3 separate regions of the Mus musculus genome follow, and regions 1 and 3 are each linked to region 2. The links are chromatin contacts, called in public HiChIP or PLAC-seq and promoter capture Hi-C maps. All regions are on one chromosome and are shown on one strand. Each heading gives the region's core, a stretch centred on a gene start, on an enhancer-like site or on the middle of the called end of the contact. The rest is flanking DNA. Distances are from core to core; before and after follow the strand shown. Region 1 holds the start of 2310016D23Rik (a long non-coding RNA gene). Region 2 holds the start of Abi2 (abl-interactor 2). Region 3 holds the start of Cd28 (CD28 antigen).

Region 1 (3,503 bases), core at 917-3,416, 370 kb before region 2:
AGTGTAAGAGGCATGGTAATAAAATGCACTTTGACATTTTTAAAACCTTGTAAATTGCTAACCGGGCGGTGGTGGCACACGCCTTTTATCCCAGCACTCGGGAGGCAGAGGCAGGCAGATTTCTGAGTTCGAGGCCAGCCTGGTCTACAAAGTGAGTTCCAGGACAGCCAGGGCTACACAGAGAAACCCTGTCTCGAAAAACCAAAAAAAAAAAAAAAAAAAAAAACTTGTAAATTTTATCAGTAGTTTTCAAATTTCCCAAACCTTTTAATAGTACCTAGTTCATCTAATTTATCAAAAGACAAAACAGTTTTTGTGTGTTTTTCAGATAAAAGGTTGTATATTTACCTATCCACCTGTTTGTTCACTCAGTTAAAAGGTTTTAAGCACCAATATATTATACTCAAGATTTAATATACTATGAAGAATTCAGAAATCACTAGATTTATACTATCAAGTATTATTATTATTATTATTATTATTATTATTATTAGAGAAATGTCTATCTTTAAAAAAACAATGAAATTTTTCATGCTATTACATGAAGGTGATTTTCAAATTAAATTCACACAAGAAAGCCCATATAAATAAATATTTCTACCTTAAATCCACAAGTATTTCACTATTTATTTAAGAAAAAGTGACACATAATTTTTAACTAGTGGAGATAATGTGTACAAGAAATTGTAGGCTTTTTCAAATATTCCCAGCTGACAAAAACCTCAAAAAATACACATGTATATAAAAGCTATAATATGAAAAAATAAAACAGTTGTAATGTGGGATATAAAAAGTACAAGACATCTACACAGAAGTCCCTTTGTCTAATCCTTTCATATAGTAGTGAGTAGAAACTAGAGACAATCTGCCGTTGTCCCACCAGAAGGTTCAAGGGCAAAGACAAGAATTAGCCCCAAACTTAGTATTCTACGGGGCACAATAAGTCATAATTTCCCCCTGAGCTCTAAACCTGGAAGTTTACTTTTGCATTACTAACCTTAATTCACGAAACAAACAACCTACTGAAAGAGGCCAGATTTGAGGGGCAATGAAGGTTAAAACAAACAAACAAACAAACAGGAGAGAGGTGCTTGTAGGAGCTGGGACCTCTCTTCCTGTTTTGTTCTCAGTGGTTTTCATCCTAGGTTGCTTCCTTTTGAGACTGAGAATATGTCTCTCCCTATAAAGCTAGTAACCAAGCGGCAGAAAGATCGAAGTAGGCTCCACAAGATAAGTACTCTCCTGTCACAGCTTCAAGAGGAGGCTGAGCAGATTTAAGTCTTTCTTATGGCCTCTGTAGAGGCCCTGGGAAGGAACTGAGTGAATAACCTACACAGCAGTCCTACACACTATATAAGAAAAGTCTTGGAGGTCCTAAGGCTGTTCACCCAGACTGTAACTTGAACACATTAGTGTATCCTGGCTTTGCAGGATACACCATTCTGAGAGAGGTGTGCCTGCTCCTGGTATTACAGGCTGTTTGCATATTAAATCTTAGGTATTACAGGCTGCTTGCATATTAAATCTTAGGTATTACAGGCTGCTTGCATATTAAATCTTAGGCATCTGACCTTTTGGGGAGCAATTTCCTATTCTTGGCTGCACAAATGAAGCTAAATCTTACCCTATTTCTAAAATGCCCAGATAGAATGAATGAGTGTATGGCTCAGAGTGCCCCCACAGGCTGTTTCCAGAAAGAACTATTTGTACCTTGGGTGTAACCAGCAGCTGTAGACAAACAGGGTGGAGCAGCGATAAGGGATGACAAAGGCCGGGTCAGTGTCTATGATCTGTATAAAGCTGACTTTCACGCCTACCTGTGAAATGCCAAGCTTTAGTTTGCCCTTCCAGTGGGCAGCAGCAGGGGTTGCGGGTGCGGGTGAGGGTGTGCTCTCCTGGTCACCTATAAATAGTAGCTAAATTTAGATTTGAAAAAGTCATGGAAAGTGGTAGGAGGCCAGTCCTGAGACAGCTGCTTCTGGTCTCTGCTCCACCCACTCCACACTGGAGCTGAGTGTGGTCCATTTGGAAGGATTTGCAGGGTAATTCGTCTTTTTCATTACCTTGGACACGGGCCATACCCCCCCACCCCCACTGTGAATAAAAATTTATTTTGTTTCCTTGGAGATTGCATGGATTTGATGGTTGGACGAGAGGGAAAAGAGCAAAGAAAATGTAACAGTAATCATTGGGCTTTTAGCACTAATTTCCCGAGGATGCTGTCATCTTGAAATTCTCGTCCCCTTTGCTTTTAGTTTCCTGTTTCTCCTCCCCAGGATAGCTCTCTCTTGGATAAAGTCTCTCCCTCATTCTCTGCAAATCCTTGCCTTTTTTTTTTTTTTTAAATAAAGTTACTTGGACACTCACACTCCCAAGAGGTCTTTACATGCACCCAGACTGATCCCTTCTAGATGGTGTCTGGCGTTCAAAGACAAGCTCAAAGCTTAAAAGTGGTGCCTTGGTTCTGTCTCAGAGGTCAGCAAACTGCGGCCTACAGGCCAAGTCTAGCCACTGTCTGACACTGCACAGGCCATGAGCTGAAGAATGGATTGTATGTGTACATACGGCTAGGGTGATGGTGCAGCAATCAGAGGAATCACAATATCTGGCAAGAAAATTAAAGGAGAATCAAATACCAATATCCATAAGTAAAAGCTTGCTGAAATACAGCTAATCTCAGTTGTTTGTCTACAGTGACAGACTGCAGTAGCTACAAGAAACTATACAGTCACCAGAGTAACAGTAGATACACAATGTCTAAGTTCTACAGTCAGGACTAAGTAGGTGCCTTAAGGTGAATAGAAGGAGGTGAAGGGTTGTAAAATACACTCTGATTGGTCCACGCAGAGATAAGGACAACAGCGTTGCTCTATCGTTTCTCCTGTACCCAGTCCGCTTTTCAGAGCTGGGAAGACGGTCATCAAAATGTTGTTGGATGAATGAAGAAGAAGACAGGACAGAGAGGCACAAAGCAAATGAAACATGAGTTGCACCCTGTTTGGAATGAAAAAGCATCCCCATGACAACCTCCAGCTAGTCTTGCTTCATATCATCTATATCACTGGTTCCCAGACGTTAGCAAAAACCCTCACTTTGGATGCCAACGTATCGAATGCTCAGTGTGTGCATAAGAAATTGAAAAAAAAAGTCTGTATGAATCTGGCTAACTTTGCTGATGCTAATTCAAACCCACCTTTCTGACCCTCTTCCTCAGTCACCAAATGTACATCAATTTAGTCTAGACACTAAACTCAGATGAGGAAGTTATCAAGGGAAAGGAAATCAAATGTAAACTTCATAAATAAACCTTTTGTTCATCTCTCTCTCTTCTTCCCTCCCCCTCCCTCCCTCCCTTCCTCCCTCTCTCCCTCCCTCCCTCCCTCCCCATCTCTGTGCTTGCAGGTGACACCCACACATATCCTTCAGCGTTGGCAGAGATGTTCACTCAGATAATGACTGGAGTTCATGCTACCTGTTCTCATCTTCATGTGTCATCGTCACCA
Region 2 (3,479 bases), core at 824-3,323:
GGAATGACAAGAAGAAGGAAGACTATTTCCTCCTCCCACAAGAAGGGCTGATGGTACATGGTATTGCTATTTAATTTGCTCACAGATCGGTCTCTTGAACTATATTATAAACCCCAGAAGAGTTCAGGATAAGCAATAAAAATCTTTGTTTTGTTTTGATTAAGATGTATTTTATGTATATGAGTACACTGTAGCTGTCTTCAGACACACCAGAAGAGGGCATCAGATCCCATTACAGATGGTTGTGAGCCACCATGTGGTTGCTGGAAACTTAACTCAGGACCTCTGGAAGAGCAGTCAGTGCTCTAAACCATTGAGCCATCTCTCCAGCCTGCAGTAAAACCTTTGAATGCTTCCTACATAGCTCTGTATTTGTAAAGTATCTGACAGACATTTGTGGGGAATTTTGATCAATCTTTGACCAAAGACACACACACTCTTCCTACTGAACACACACTTTCCACCACTTCTTTTTAGGGGAGAAGATTCAATTATGTCTGATTCATTCTCAATACAAATGTTTACAACATAATAGTAGAGTTCAGTGTGTGTATAACCAAATAAAATCTAAGCACATTGTCTTTGACTAACAATGTGGTCCTCAAAAAACTTAAGATCCTATAAATTGCAGCATCTGGGTTTTTTTGTTTTGGTTTTTTGGGGTTTTTTTTTTTTTTCCAATTCATACTCAGATTTGAGAATGTTTTCAATACAACTGCTGTTAAGGATATCTGCAGGGACGGGAGTAGGGACAAGAACATTAAAATACAGCTAACAGTTTAAGCATCACGCTTCCATTCCATTTTATCCAAAGAATTTAAACGGGAGTAAAAAAAATGTAGACACAACCTGTAATTCAGTATAAGCCCTACGGAAAACAAGAGATACTGGATTTGCATACCATGAGTTAATTTTTAAAGTGTTGCTTCACAAAATTTTTACATTTATCCCATGACCAGCTGGTTCTCATCTCACCAATGCCCCGCCCCACACACACTTCTCACCTTCCTACACACACATACACTGAAGTCCCTGGGCCAAACCAATCATCATGGGAAAAAAACTAAACCATGTGGTTCGTTTCCCTAATTCTTTGTGAAAATAGTCATAGTTCTTTTTTCCCCAAAGGAAAATTACCTATTCTAACGAGACCTGAGAAGGAAAGGCAGCTCATTATCAGTTTCCCATTCTCCACAGGGAGGAGAAAAAAAAAATGGTATTAACTTGCAATAAGAGACAGCCGTTCCACCATGCCCCTTTTACATTTTAAAAATGTTTAAACTTAAGGGTTAAGAATTTTTGTTTTGTCTTCAGGGTACATTCGCAGGAATGGAGAAGTGAGGCATTTCACTTTGCAGAAAAAGGACCCCTTAATAAAAAGGGGGTCCCTCGGAATTTGGGCAGGGGGTAACCTATCCCTCTGTCACACAAGCCTGCCATCGAGCAAGATCCCGTTAGACAGAAAACGCCACTCGCCACCTCCCCCGCCATCCGGAACACTGACAGGAGAGGACTGCGGGGGCGACGGGGCAGAGGCGAGGGGGCGGGACGCCACGCACCGCACGGCACCGCACCGGTCACTCGCACGGGGCTGCTGGGGCCTGGTGGCGACCCTCGCTCCCTGCAGCCGCCGCCCTCGCCCTGTCCCTACCCCGGCGCGGCTCCCTGGACCGAGCACCGCGCGGCCTCCCCCGCTCGCCATCGCCCCGCGCGCCCCTCACAGCCCGCGTCCTGCCGCGCCGAGCCGCGCGAGGGGCCGCGTCGCATCGCACCTGGATGTAGTTATTCTCGCAGTAGTCGGCCACCCGCTCCAGATTCGTGTAGCTGTCGAAGAGAGCCCGGCGGCCCCCCGGGATTTCCTCTTCCAGCAGCATCTGCAGCTCCGCCATCTTCACATCCTTCTCTTCCTCCTCCTCCTCCTCCTACTCCTCCTCATACAGCCCGCAGAGGCAGCGGCCGCGACGCCCGGGAGAGGAGGAGCAGCGGCGGACGCGGCGGGAATCGGGAGGAGCGAGCGGCTACCCCCCCACACACACCCTACGGCGCGCGACGAGGGAGGGGGCGGAGGGGAATGGAGGCGGGGCGCGAGCCGACGGGCCGCGAGGACGGTCACCGCGGCGACGGGCGCGCGCACGCGCGCTCCCCTCCACCCGCCCCCAGCGCCCGAAAAAGATTCCCACCCGCGCCGCCCCTCCCCCACTTCCGGCGTCTCCTAGCGACGGGAGGGCGGGGGCCGGGATGCGCGCGGGAGCGGGGCTCTGGGTTAACCCTTCGGCCCCGCGCGGCCTTCCTGGGTCTGGGAGTCCTCAGCAGCCTTTGTTAGCCGGGCGGGAATGCACCTCTGCTCCCTGCTGCTTCACGCCGCCGCCCCCCATCTTCACCTCTGCACTTCACCCGGGGCCGGAACCCTGCGGAGGTCATCTGCCTGAGGAAGCTCGCCTAGGGAGAGGACACAGTGTCTTCACAAGCTCTGTGAAAGATAACACCTCATCCGAACAGGCAGAGCCACTGAACTTCCAGGCAGCTCTAAATACCACCTTGAACCTCATCGGCTTCTTTACAAATTGCAGTTACCTAGTCCCAAACCTATTCGTTCGTTCATTCATTCATTCATTCATTCACTCCCTTCCGTCCCCTGTCCTGTCCTCTCTTTCTTCTTGGCATGGTCTCCTGTATAGACCGGGCTGACTGGAATTACAGCCACATGCTGTGGTTGCCCAGCCTGGGCCTCCTCCTCACTTCACTTTTTTTAAAATTTCGATGGTGGTTTTGCTGGTACTATTTTATTTATTCACATGGTTGTAGCATGAATAAGATTAAACGAACAATGACAAACGTGCGTTTTTTTCAGATTAAGTACTACAAATTCAAGGACGTTCATCCTGGTCTTGTTATCCAGATATCTAATCTTTTTTCATAAATATGATTGGCCCACACCGTGAAACTTGAAAAAAATAAATAAAACTGACACCTTCTGTGATATCAAGACCACAATCTTTGTTAGTTCTGTGGAAACCCAAAGGGCACCCACCATCTTAGAGGGGTTTAGAGTTTAGGATTTGTGGTTTCAACTTTTATTGCTCTTGCTGTCACTTGGCCTCCTGTGATCAAATTTCAGATGATGAGGGAACGATTATACATTCCTAGAAAAAAATCAAATGCACTCGCTCACATATTTGTGGAGTAAACCCTGTGTTGTTACGTTGGCTTTATGATAAATACATTACCAATATGCGTGAGCTTTTGCCGCAGAGCCTAAAACAGTATTTTTAAATGATGATGTGGTCCACCTGGATCTATTGTTCAGCACTTTAAACACCTGTCTTAGTGTGAATGTTCTAAGTGTGAGAAGCTTGTTAAAAACAAAAGGGAGAGCTGGGGTTTGTAGCTGAGTTTAACTATGTGTGGAAAAAGAAGAGAAGCCTAAAGTGTGTGGAGGGGGATAGTTATGTATAGACACATGCACTTGTTTCAGGAAA
Region 3 (3,137 bases), core at 634-3,133, 340 kb before region 2:
GATAACTTTGATCATTCTGATTCTCCTGCCTCTACTGGATTATAGGAATGTGCTACCATGCCTGTTTTATGCTGTGCTGTGATCAAACCCAGGGTTTCATGTACGATAGATAAGTGCTATGCCAACTGTACTACATCCCCAGCCCAAGACAGTAACATTTGACCAGGGAGTTTCCTTGTGTGAGATGGTGGACATGAAGAGAGAAATGAAAAGCATACAAAAGGCTTCACATCCTTTTCCATGGGTCACACATCTTTGCATTTGCAATTATCTTCCTTTCCTTTTAACTTCTTTCTCTTCAGCTTCCTACCTCTACCCCATCCTACTTTTTCAATGGCTGCTTGGCATCAAATCCTAAGACGTAGTAGGAAAATGTATTGGTATCTATGAAGCAAAACCTATCTTAAGGTAAATAAAACTAACGACCTGCACACATGTGAACTTGCCAACTTCTCTTTTAGCTAACCCCTGTAAAGATTCTAAACAGTGAAACATACAAAGCTTTGAGTCCAACCCAAAAAGTTTCCAAAGAAAATACATGAGTTTATAACAAATGGCTGTCCACAGAGGGCATCAGAAAAGCATTCTGTGTAAAATCACTAATGTTGCATGACTTTCAACAAGGGTAAGGCTTTACTATCTAGTAAATTAAGGTGTCTTAAGTATTCCTTTAAAAGAAAGTTAAGATCCCTTAAACATGATATACAGAAACCTTTAAACATAAATTTTAAAGATTCTTTAGCTGTAAATATGTGTTGCCAAATACTGGAGACCTGCATCCTCTGGAGAAATTATTGAACATTCTCTTCAATAGATGGCCTCCTTCCAATGGTCTCTTCATTTGGAATGGAGTTTATGACAATAAATAGCTCTTACTCATGAGAACCAAAGGTTGTTTAGGGTAAGAACTTTCTAATTGATAAATATATAGCCTCCTTGCCATTGCTATTGGGAACTTGAAGGATTTTAACCTAAATAAACATATTTCAACCAACAGTAAAAGGAAACTTACTGGTGTCTATACCAGCTTTTGTGCTTACTTCAGGATTCTTCTTGGCACTCGCTGAATTCAGGTAGACATACTACTTACATGAACACCATGTTTACTGCTCAAGCCTGAACTAAGACCTCCACAATGTCTATTTCATTTTATCTCACAATGAAATTGAGGTGATGCTCATTTAGGGTCCCGTTTTACAGAGATTTAGGTAGTAAATCCTGCTCCAAACGCCACTAGGGAGAATTGAGATATGAGCCCAGGCAATCTAATCCAAGACCTCTAGAATTTACCTACTCTCTTACTTATCACAGTTTTATAGGATGTAAAAAGTAGAATCCTGACTGGGCGGTGGTGTCACATGCCTTTAATCCTTGTACTCAGGAGGCAGAGGCAGTTAAATCTCTGAATTCGAGGACAGCCTGGTCTACAAAGTGAGTTCCAGGACAGCCAGGGCTATACAGAGAAACCCTATCTCAAAACAAAACAATAAATAAAATTCTGAATATAAAAGTTCTTGGGACTAGTTGTTAAATAAAATGTTACTTCTTCCCAAAGAACTTGTGTTAAAGTTCTATTTGCTGTATTATGAGAATTAGCTAGTTTCTAAATAGTAGCTTGTCAAATTAGCACAAAACTCTAAATGCATTCAAGTTTCACAGGTCACTACAGTTTTAAAATAAACCATGCTGGTCATGAGAACACAAATGAAAACAGGGGGAAAAATGGTATCAAAATTGCTTACCTGTTACTTGAACTGAGAAGAAGTTGAGAGCCAAGAACAGCAGCCTGAGTGTCATTGTTCTGATGAGGGCCAGGGCTGCAGCCCCTCCTCTGTGAGCAAGGCAGAGTGTGGTGTGAACTGAAGTCACATCTGCCAAGGTCTATGACTCTCTGCCATCCAGGGCCACTTTACAGGGCACATGATCAAGGGACTCAAACCACAAGGCTTCGTGACTTTCACACAGGATATTACATTGTTTTTGATGACTTGACTTTTACTTCTTTTAGCAACCAGTCCTTTTTTTCTTTTTTCTTTTTTGGGAGGCGGGGGGGGGGGGTACTGAAGAGAGTGTCAGCCACCACCAGATAATGTGCTCAGGAGAGTCATGCTGATGAGCATCGGAGCTGTGAAATGTGGGCGCTTAGGGCCCAGCAACAACAAAAGCAGACAAACAAGGCATTCTAAAGAAGAGAGAAAAACCTCTCTCAGAAGACAAACTCTTACAGACGAATCCAAAATACAAGGCTGTGTGGGAAGCTGAGAGATTTCTATGCACGTGTTTAAATTCTGCATAAACGTTATGAGATTGAAGTTTGAAATAATCTTAAGGCGATCCTATGGAGTGTATGTATAACTCACTTCTACCAATTTTGAAAACCGCTTCCAAGTACACACTTGGCAAGCACCCAGGCATCTGAGCAGCTGCAGAAATTTCCAGAGCAAAGAGGAAGTCATAAAAACACCATATTTTCTTAGGGAAACAGGAGGTAAACGAAACACCCTTGCTACCTCATGTTCCCTATGTCCCTCAAAGAAACATTTCAAACAGCAGACCATTGGAAGATTCACCACAGAGACACCCGGGGCCTTTGTAACCAGCTCTCCACACCTCTCCCCAACTCCTGGGCCTTCTGTAGACAGGGCTAGCCCACCAGCATGGCCAGCTCCACATTCCTCTTCTAGAGCCATCCTGGATCCCCCTGGTCAGCATCTGTACTCAACAGCTTCCCTGATAGTCTGACTCTTATAGAAGCTATAATCATCGGAGTTTGTGGTTATATGTATCTCATACACATTAGCTTTCTCAAAACTTTCTTGGTGATTTTTTTTCTTTCTTTTCTGATAATCTGAGCTTTGTGAAACCAGCCTCATTTGTGATTTTGTGTATATTTAAAAGAATGATTTATATTTTTTATTCTGAATACAAAAGTGAGCTATATTGCATACGTAAAAAAATTTAGAAAAAAATATAAGCATAAAGTCAAGGTTTACCTATATTCTTACCGAATTATAAAAATACTTAATATTTGAGCCATTACTTTCCATGTTGTTTTGTTTATAGTTTTCAATAGATATGTTATCAATTGTTAATTTCTAAGGCATCCATATATGATATAAATATTTTTATTACATTTT

Evidence for each region. Promoter capture Hi-C pulls out the DNA fragments that hold promoters and counts their contacts. HiChIP or PLAC-seq counts read pairs in DNA pulled down with a chosen protein or histone mark.
Region 1: a contact with region 2 is called in a promoter capture Hi-C map of stem cell-derived epiblast-like cells, with 12 times the contacts expected there. The contact joins the promoter of 2310016D23Rik here to the promoter of Abi2 in region 2. A contact is called at or near these places in 13 of 39 promoter capture datasets (the 3T3-L1 cell line, 3T3-L1-derived adipocytes, cranial neural crest and 8 more), 3 of 115 datasets of contacts at active chromatin or transcription factors (double positive thymocytes, pancreatic cancer cells and regulatory T cell precursor) and 1 of 9 other capture datasets (adipose tissue).
Region 3: a contact with region 2 is called in an H3K27ac HiChIP or PLAC-seq map of large pre-B cells, with 2.6 times the contacts expected there. The contact joins the promoter of Cd28 here to the promoter of Abi2 in region 2. A contact is called at or near these places in 1 of 39 promoter capture datasets (liver), 5 of 115 datasets of contacts at active chromatin or transcription factors (bone marrow-derived macrophages, effector CD8 T cells, large pre-B cells and 2 more) and 1 of 9 other capture datasets (adipose tissue).

Annotation. Positions count from the first base shown.
Region 1 is chr1:60,777,124-60,780,626 of GRCm38.p6, reverse strand. It overlaps 2310016D23Rik (a long non-coding RNA gene), which reads right to left and starts at 2,166. Exons shown (of 3, transcript XR_865459.1): 1 at 1,711-2,166.
Region 2 is chr1:60,408,213-60,411,691 of GRCm38.p6, reverse strand. It overlaps Abi2 (abl-interactor 2), which reads right to left and starts at 2,073. Exons shown (of 12, transcript NM_001198570.1): 1 at 1,773-2,073. The coding sequence starts at 1,889.
Region 3 is chr1:60,745,134-60,748,270 of GRCm38.p6, reverse strand. It overlaps Cd28 (CD28 antigen), which reads right to left and starts at 1,883. Exons shown (of 4, transcript NM_007642.4): 1 at 1,743-1,883. The coding sequence starts at 1,797.